Regions from separate parts of the Mus musculus genome. Here region 1 is linked to region 2. Evidence: chromatin contacts called from public Micro-C data. All regions are on one chromosome and are shown on one strand. Each heading gives the region's core, a stretch centred on a gene start, on an enhancer-like site or on the middle of the called end of the contact. The rest is flanking DNA. Distances are from core to core; before and after follow the strand shown.

Region 1 (4,095 bases), core at 711-3,210, 500 kb after region 2:
GCTTCACGCGCATCCTCCAACACTTGGGCATAGCCAAGCGGCACTTTGTGCTCACCTCTGTGGCACATGCTCACGCTCTTTCTCTCTGACCTCTGCCATCCCTCCCTCCCTACACCCTCACGGTCTTATTTTACTCTGGAATGTTCCCTCACTAGCCTGAACACTCCATGGTTCTCAGTATGAGTCTCAGTTGTACATACATGGGGTTTTCATAGACACACCTTTGTCCCCTGACCTTAGTCTGACCGTGCATTCAGTGTCATATGAGGTGAACGGAAACTGGTCTCCCTATCCCTGACTGTGAGACACGCATGATCTGAGCACCTCTTTTTAAAACTCCCTCTGGTGTCGGTGTCTTTTGACTAGGAGCTGTCCATATGATTGCATTTGTACCTTGTTCTGATGTCCAGGGTCCGCCTCACCACTCTTCTCCATGTGACAGGACACAGCCACGAGAACATAGGGAAGACTCTGGGAATGGTATCATAGGAGCCAAAGTTTCAGCTACCTTGCTGCCACCCGTTGGTGAGTCTGTCCTCAGTACAGTGTCAAGGATACACAGTGGACAGAGGTGCCATGATGACCTGGCCATGTTGGCATTGGAGCAAGTGGTTGTGACAGATATGACTGGCATCTGTTTATTGCCCCCAAATCCATCATAAGGACTCCTCACTTAATAAACCAAACTCTAGGGTACATATGTGCCTGTTGCACAGGCCTGAGACTAACTTAAAAGTATGGGAATTAAGACACACACTCACACACACTCACATACACACATACACACTCATACACACACACACACACACACAATCTGTTGTGCAGAGGTCATCAGTGCTCAGAGCTGAAGATAAGCAGCCCATTGGAAGCATCTTCCTTCTCACTGCAGCCATTTTCAAGGAGTCCATGTTGCCCTATGTGCTGACTTCCGTCCCTAGGTTCAACTAGGGTGCCTCTCTAAAGCTCCGCCCTTTCCCATTTGTGCATGCTTTGTTTTGTCAGCAGAACTTGGAGTGTAACCAAGGAAGAGCTCTGGTCTATTGACCTGAGAGGGAGGGGATGAAGATCAGGTGGGCTATCTTCTCAGTCTCAGCTCCTTCCAGCCACAGAATGCCATGCACGCGGAGAGGATGGCTGTGTCCCACGGTGTGTGGTGAGGACCCAGAGCTCTTCCAGACAGCAGAGAGAACGGGTGCCTTCCTCCACACAGAGATGATACAGGGTCACTCCTGTGAACAGAGATCTCTTAGAACATCACAGGCCCCCTTTCCAAGGGCCAGCCTCTTAGATTTAATCTACGAGAACAGAATGTGGCCAGCTGCCTTCAAACGTTAGACCAACAATGGATATGCATTAACTTTGAGTGTGTCCCCCACAAGGCCTGGTGACCCCAGCATAAGGAATGTCGATGACATCGAGTCTCTTTCCTAGGTCAATCATCATGGACGCAACTGCAGTTGGAACCACTGGTCCCAACAGGTGTCACAGTGAGGGCTTTTACAACAGGGAGGCAAAGACAGACTTGTGAAGGCCAAACAGCACAGCTACCACCCCCATAGTGTGCTCTATAATGTGGGCAGGAACCTCTCTCCTTGAACACAGAAGATATCTTCTCACAAATTTAAGTCACACCTTTTCTTCTAATTTTTAAGTTACATATTCTTCCCATTAAAAAAAATAGCCGACATGGACAGGCAGCTGCTCATGAATGCATAACACAAACGTTTCCCTTTTTGTCTTTGATCATTCCACCCTCTGAGAAGATACTCATGGTTGAAATCTCCCACGAAGCCAGTCCTGTCCTTCTTCTTGCTATCAAAAGCAACCACTCTGGCCTTCAAGGAATCACAGATATTTAAGATTTCGCAAGCTCTGTATTTTCAAAGTTTGGAAATTCTAGCTCTGTACAGAAGACTATTTCGAAAGGCTCCAAATAAATGGCCATGAGTCAAATGCTCTGTGAAAGGGATGAAGAAAGCCCATCTAAGCAGGCCTAGCTGCCAGTTTAAGGTGGAGCTGGAGACAGTCAATGCGTGACTCCCATTCTTTTGTTTCTCATTGCATCTCTGTTCTATCCTCATGAACACCATTGATAACCTTGGCTCCTACTCTGGAAGGAGCTTAGTCATTGAGACACACGGCTCTGATATTGACCTGCCTTAGTAGAACAAGGGTAGAAACACATCCAAATGATACTACCATCAAAGAATTGTGTCTAAGTCAGCAAGTGGAGCCAGGGGAGGGCTCACTTGGTAAAGTGTTTACACAGGCCTGAGAACCTGAGTTTGAATCGCCAGCCTGTCTTGGCTTTTGCACAGGGGGCTGTCTCAGGAAGAGACAGATGGATCCAAGAACCTCCCTAGCCAGCTGTCCTAGGCAAACTGTTGAGCTATAAGCTCGTGTGGAGAAAGATTGAGAAAGACACTCAACATTGACTTCTTTCATTCCTAACATGCACTAGGACACACACACACACACACACACACACACACACACACACACACTCACTAAACCACGTACACATGCTAAATTATACACTATACACACAAACACACACACACTTAACCACATACACATACTAAATTATACACTATACACACACACACACACACACACACACACACATACAAATACAAATACACACACACTAACCCATGAAATACAGTACATTGTTTACAGACTATGCAGAGAAACTGCAACCCTTCATCTTATGCAGAGCCTTGTCTGACCCAAATGCAGAGGTTCTCAGATGGCCGGAAGAATGGCTCTGTCCCCTCCAGCAACTGCTCAAAGGTCTATAAAGATGCTGGCAAAACTCCAGAGCTGGCTTGTAGATTACAAATCTCAGTAGACCTTCCATTTAGGACTAGAGAGGAACAAAACAGGGCCTGGGGTGTGTCACATGCTAGAATCCTGACCTGGCATGCATGAGTCTTGAGCTCCATCCGGAGCAGCTCATGATTCAGGCGTCATGGTGCAAACCTATAATCCTAGCCCTTGGGAAGAGCAGGCAGGAGGTTAATTCAAGATCGTCCCCAGCTACGGAAAGAGTTTGAGGCCAGCCTAGGATACACAAGACCCTGTCTTGAAGGAATTTGAAAGTGATTTATTTTCCAGACTTAAAGCAAGGGTTATTTACCTCTCTCTTTGATAATTTTGCTACTTGCCTTCCCATTTCTCTCTCTCTCTCTCTCTCTCTCTCTCTCTCTCTCTCTCTCTCTCTCTCTCTCTCTCTCTCTCTCTCTCTTTCACCAATCTAACAGGAACACCTTTATTTCACATTGTCTTTCTAACTACCCACATGAGCATAAGTGAGAAACTATACTTTCCAGGAAAATGAAACACTCAGATATTTGCTCACAGCTGCCCATCCTCCAAACCCTTCCACTCCTCCCCGACCACGAGCACCCTAGATGAGTAGTTGGATCTGCCCACTGAGAAACTTCTGTACTTCTACCGTGATTGGCTACTCCAAGGCAAGCACCCTGAGGGATAAACTCTCTGCTGTCCATCATCACAGCTCCTGACACCCTTTGCCCTTTGCCATCAGAGAAGGAACCCTGGGATGCCCTGCGCCCATCGCTGTGGCTGCACCTGTAAGCATGCCACTTGCAAATGGAACTTCAAAGGCTTCCAGAGCAGGACAACAAGACACCTGCAGAAGAAGCCATCCGCAGATGCCAGGAAGAGAACTACATGGCTGCGGAGCCTGGGGCTTTTTCAGAGGGAGAAGACAGTTGGGGAAGAGAAAGGGGAAGAGAGAGGGGCTGAGATCACAAAGTATCTGTTCTCCTCAGAGAACAAAAACATTTCCTAGAAGCCAGGGTGGGAAGTCGGCTGTTAGAGCTTCTAACATTTCACAACTTCTGAGGGTGCAGGTGCTTAAACGGACACACACATTTCTGAGATGGTGTCTCCTTGGCACCTGAGCTCTCAGGAGTCCTGTGTTCACTTCTCTGCCTCACAGAAATGCTTGCTCTGGAGTCCCTGTCGTTCACTCATCATATGAAATGCGTAAGAGAGTTTCTCTGGATGGGAAAGGTCTTGGAACACATGGTGAGCCTAAGTTCTAATCAACATCTTATGATTACAAAG
Region 2 (3,607 bases), core at 1,055-3,554:
AACTGAAACCCTGTCGCATGTTCGAGGGAGCGTAAGTACCATATGATAAAGGCTCATGGCTTTGATTATCCCATAGTGACCACCCATTATACAATCTCAGTCCTCATTCTGGGGTGGTTCGCTCACTTATCTCAGTTTAGGAAAACGGTGGAATGTTTTATTGAACTTCACAATTCACGCATCACACACTGTGCGTTCCAAGTCCATCACACGCTGTGCGTTCCAAGTCAGTTGTAAGCCAATTTAGTCATCAAAACGTGATAATATCCAGTTGTTAGGTATCAAATAAACATTACCTTAAATAAATATCATTATGCTGCATCAATAATAAGAAACGGCTACTATTTGGAAAACCCGGGTTCGAATTTCACACCCATCCGTGACAGATACGCACCTCTACCGCTCCGCCCGACAAACCTGAGGTCGTTGAATCTCGCTACCTGGTTCTTCATGGCCGCGGTAGCATTTCTCAGTTCTGCCGAGTAGTTTTCATCGTTGCCTGCCATGACGGTGACCAGAGTGCCATCCGGGACGTCCCCCAGTGCCACCACCTAGACGTCAACCAAGGGACAAATGCAGACATCAGTGCTGTCACAGGCACCTGGCTGTGTCATTTGTCTGGCAATTGCGCTGATGTTAAACTTAATGCTTAATGGTGACACTTTCTAGTTTATAGAAGAGCCGTCCGTCATCATTTGATCATCGTGACAGAAACAGCTTGCTGTGAGTCCTGCGATGCAGAGACAGGTGTGGATTTTCAAATAAGGAAGACACAGAGATTAAAGGAGAAAAGCCACAGAAGGTCACAGGACACAGTGGGAACAAGACAAGCGGGGACAGGAATTCTGAAAAGCTACTACTGTTTCTCATTGGTACAGTTATCTCTTAAGACCTCATATTCGAAAGACAGAAAGTCTTGTGTTTGTAGATTTGTGATCTAATCCACTTCAAAAAAAGATTTATCTTGGCATTTTGAATTAAGTGTATGTGGGTGGGCATTTTCTTGAGAGCAGGCCATGAAGGCCAGAGGAGCAAATTACCCTGGGACTGGAGTTGTAGGCAGATGTGAGCCACCTGACATAGGTTCTAGGAATCAGACCCATTCTCTGTATCATGAATCATGTTGGTAACCACTGAGCCATCTCTCTGGCCCCACCTTTTACTTGCTTGGCCCCTTCTTGGTGCACCTAAGGAAACCTGGATGAAAGTATTTAAATTTAGTTCTGCTCTAAATTTGTTACTGGTTGTTGTTGTTGTTGTTTGAGGCAGGGTCTCAGATAGCCCAGGCTGGCCCCCGCCTCACTGTATCTTGAACCCTTGAGTGATCTTGAACCCCCGATCTTCCTCTCTTCTCTGCTAGTGCTGGGGTTAGAGGTGTGTGTGCCACCCAGTGTGCAGCTTCCAAGGATGACCCGGAAATACTTAAACTGTCTGTCTGCAGCTAATCTCTGGCACCTCTTCCTGCCGCTCTTGGACACTCACCAGCAGCAAACTCTTGCACCCAAGGAGAAAAACTAGACACGGGCCACTTCTTTATTATTAATTACAAGCGGGATGACCTCAGTGACTACGGGTGCTCCAGTGTGGTCATTCTCCTCAAATCAAAGGTAGAACCAGACTGCTGTCTGGCATCTGTATGAACTGTGTTCTGGGGGATTCCGTTACTGCCACTGAAAAGGTAAGGGCTTAGTATATTTGGAAAGACAACTTGTAGATGAGCTTACTTTATATCCAGAAAACCAAAAAAAGTAGTAATTTCAGATTAAAACACTCTGAAGCCTTGAAAGTGCTTCACAAAACATTACCCACTGCTTGGCTGCTCTTTGGTCCTTTTGGTTTTGTTTTAGAGAGCTATGGTTTCACGATGGAGCCTAGAATGGCCTTGAACTCCCAGTCCTCTTAGCCTTCGAGGTCAGGATTTACAGGTGTGCACCACCAAGCCTGCCGTTCTTTGACTTCAGCTAAAGTTTCCAGTTTTGACTTGATATCGGTTATGTTTGCCTTGTTCCATATTCAAAGCGACCACAGGATTTCAAATCGCCATGCCCCGAGAGTTCAGTTTGTTCCAACCATTCCAGACACATGCTGTCAGTCTTCGGTGAGATGTCTGTTATTTATCTCAGTTGTGTGGTCATCCTCGGGCAGGTTTTCCCGGGATGGCAGCAGAAACATCTCTTCTTCTACTGCCACTTTGTTTTTCTCAGTTTTTGTACACTGGCTGCTTCACAATCTATCAGAGGGATATTTCTCATTCTGTATGAAATAACCCCGCCGCAGATCTGCTAATCTGGTATCAAGGTCTGGTCTCTCTGCTCGCCATTCTTACTGGGTGCTTAGTCATGTCTCCTTCCCGCTGTTCGATGTCCTGCAGATGGCTATCTGGGCGATTTTATTCATTGTGGCTGCTCTATCTCCTGCGTTCTAAAGAACCTATGTCAGGAAATTGCCCCAGCTACCCTGAGAAATGGACAGAGGGGACCCCTAGGACATCACTAGGACACTCTGCTCTCTAGGACTGGGTATGTATCTTGCTATCTCTTTAATTTTTATCTGTTTTCACTCACTTGCTTTGTGAAACAAGGACCCTGCGGCCCCTTGCCTCTGCTTTTAACCCTTTCATGTCAACTGTTGGACGTGTTTTCTACAAAGGAGATTTTAAAAACGCTTATTCTCCAAGCAATATGTAATTAGATGTTTCTATCCCACCACAAATGTTTGATGCCTTTAATTAGGAGTGGTAATAAGACAACTCTTTTGTTTCAAAGAACATCATTGAAATAAATTCCCCTGCTCGGTTAATTGATCATTATTATCTTTTCTTTCTATTCCTACAAAATGTTACTCCTGTAAATTCTGTTTTCTGTCTATTTTTCCCCCCATCTCTCTCATCAATGTTTTCATTTCCCTCTGCACAGTTTGCTCACAAGGATGAGATACCCTCTGTGAAAATGCTTCACTTCCTTGCCTTCATCTCCCTGTGGAGACCTAGGCCTTTCCAGTTCATCTCAACACCCACTGGGCTCCGAGGGCACTGAATCGACATCCGGGCTTCCAGTCTGAATGCCTGACTGTTGGGGCCCATATCTCCTAAGAGGCCAAAATGAATAAATCCTGTTCCAGAGCGCCCAAAGGCACGCCAAGTCATGAATTCCCACTGTGCCCCACCGTGCCTCAGTTTACCATGGTTGTTCCAGGGATCCCTCATTACCAAGAGGTCAAACCCATGAGGCCCCCTCGTCTACAGCACAAGAGGACCATGGTGGCCAAGAAAAGCTTGTTGATGTTGGAATTCAAAAGTCTAAAAATTAGGAGTTTAAATTGCATCACCCCCATTTCTAAAGGAAGCAGGAAGGGGGCATCCAGTGGCTCGGTTACTACTTCTTGGGCTTTTTGATTTATCTCCAAAGAGTTTTGATGGAGAAGGGAAGGAGACAAAATTAAATCCAGGGACATTTAACTCTGTACTTAAAACAATGACAAGCACACCTAGGCTAGGTTACTAGCACTGTTGTTGTTTTATTTAAAGCTAAGATGTCTTCCAATTTGATATAGATTTTTGTCACTGAGAGATGATATAGAAATAATGAAAAGAAATCAAACTTCAAAC

Evidence for each region. A called contact is a pair of places that touch in the nucleus more often than the background predicts.
Region 1: a contact with region 2 is called in a Micro-C map of granulosa cells, with 3 times the contacts expected there. The contact joins two enhancer-like sites. A contact is called at or near these places in 3 of 15 datasets of contacts at CTCF or cohesin (CD8 T cells, large pre-B cells and pro-B cells), 17 of 484 Hi-C or Micro-C datasets (the C2C12 cell line, ECoMG-derived neutrophils, the G1E-ER4 cell line and 9 more), 27 of 115 datasets of contacts at active chromatin or transcription factors (the 230-238 cell line, CD8 T cells, the NIH/3T3 cell line and 20 more) and 3 of 9 other capture datasets (adipose tissue, embryonic stem cells and liver).

Annotation. Positions count from the first base shown.
Region 1 is chr16:93,187,696-93,191,790 of GRCm38.p6, forward strand. It overlaps Gm30530 (a long non-coding RNA gene), which reads right to left. Exons shown (of 3, transcript XR_385063.1): 2 at 1,046-1,229. Among named protein-coding and RNA genes, the nearest start is that of Gm30530, 4.1 kb to the right of the region's middle. Within about 2 kb of position 1,961, at least 25 of the 459 cell types and tissues checked have an H3K27ac peak or open chromatin away from gene starts, as enhancers often do. A contact at or near this core is called in granulosa cells, where this site is marked.
Region 2 is chr16:92,688,582-92,692,188 of GRCm38.p6, forward strand. Runx1 (runt related transcription factor 1) reads right to left here. Exons shown (of 8, transcript NM_001111021.2): 4 at 395-551. Among named protein-coding and RNA genes, the nearest start is that of Gm30281, 72 kb to the right of the region's middle. Within about 2 kb of position 2,305, at least 10 of the 459 cell types and tissues checked have an H3K27ac peak or open chromatin away from gene starts, as enhancers often do. A contact at or near this core is called in granulosa cells, where this site is marked.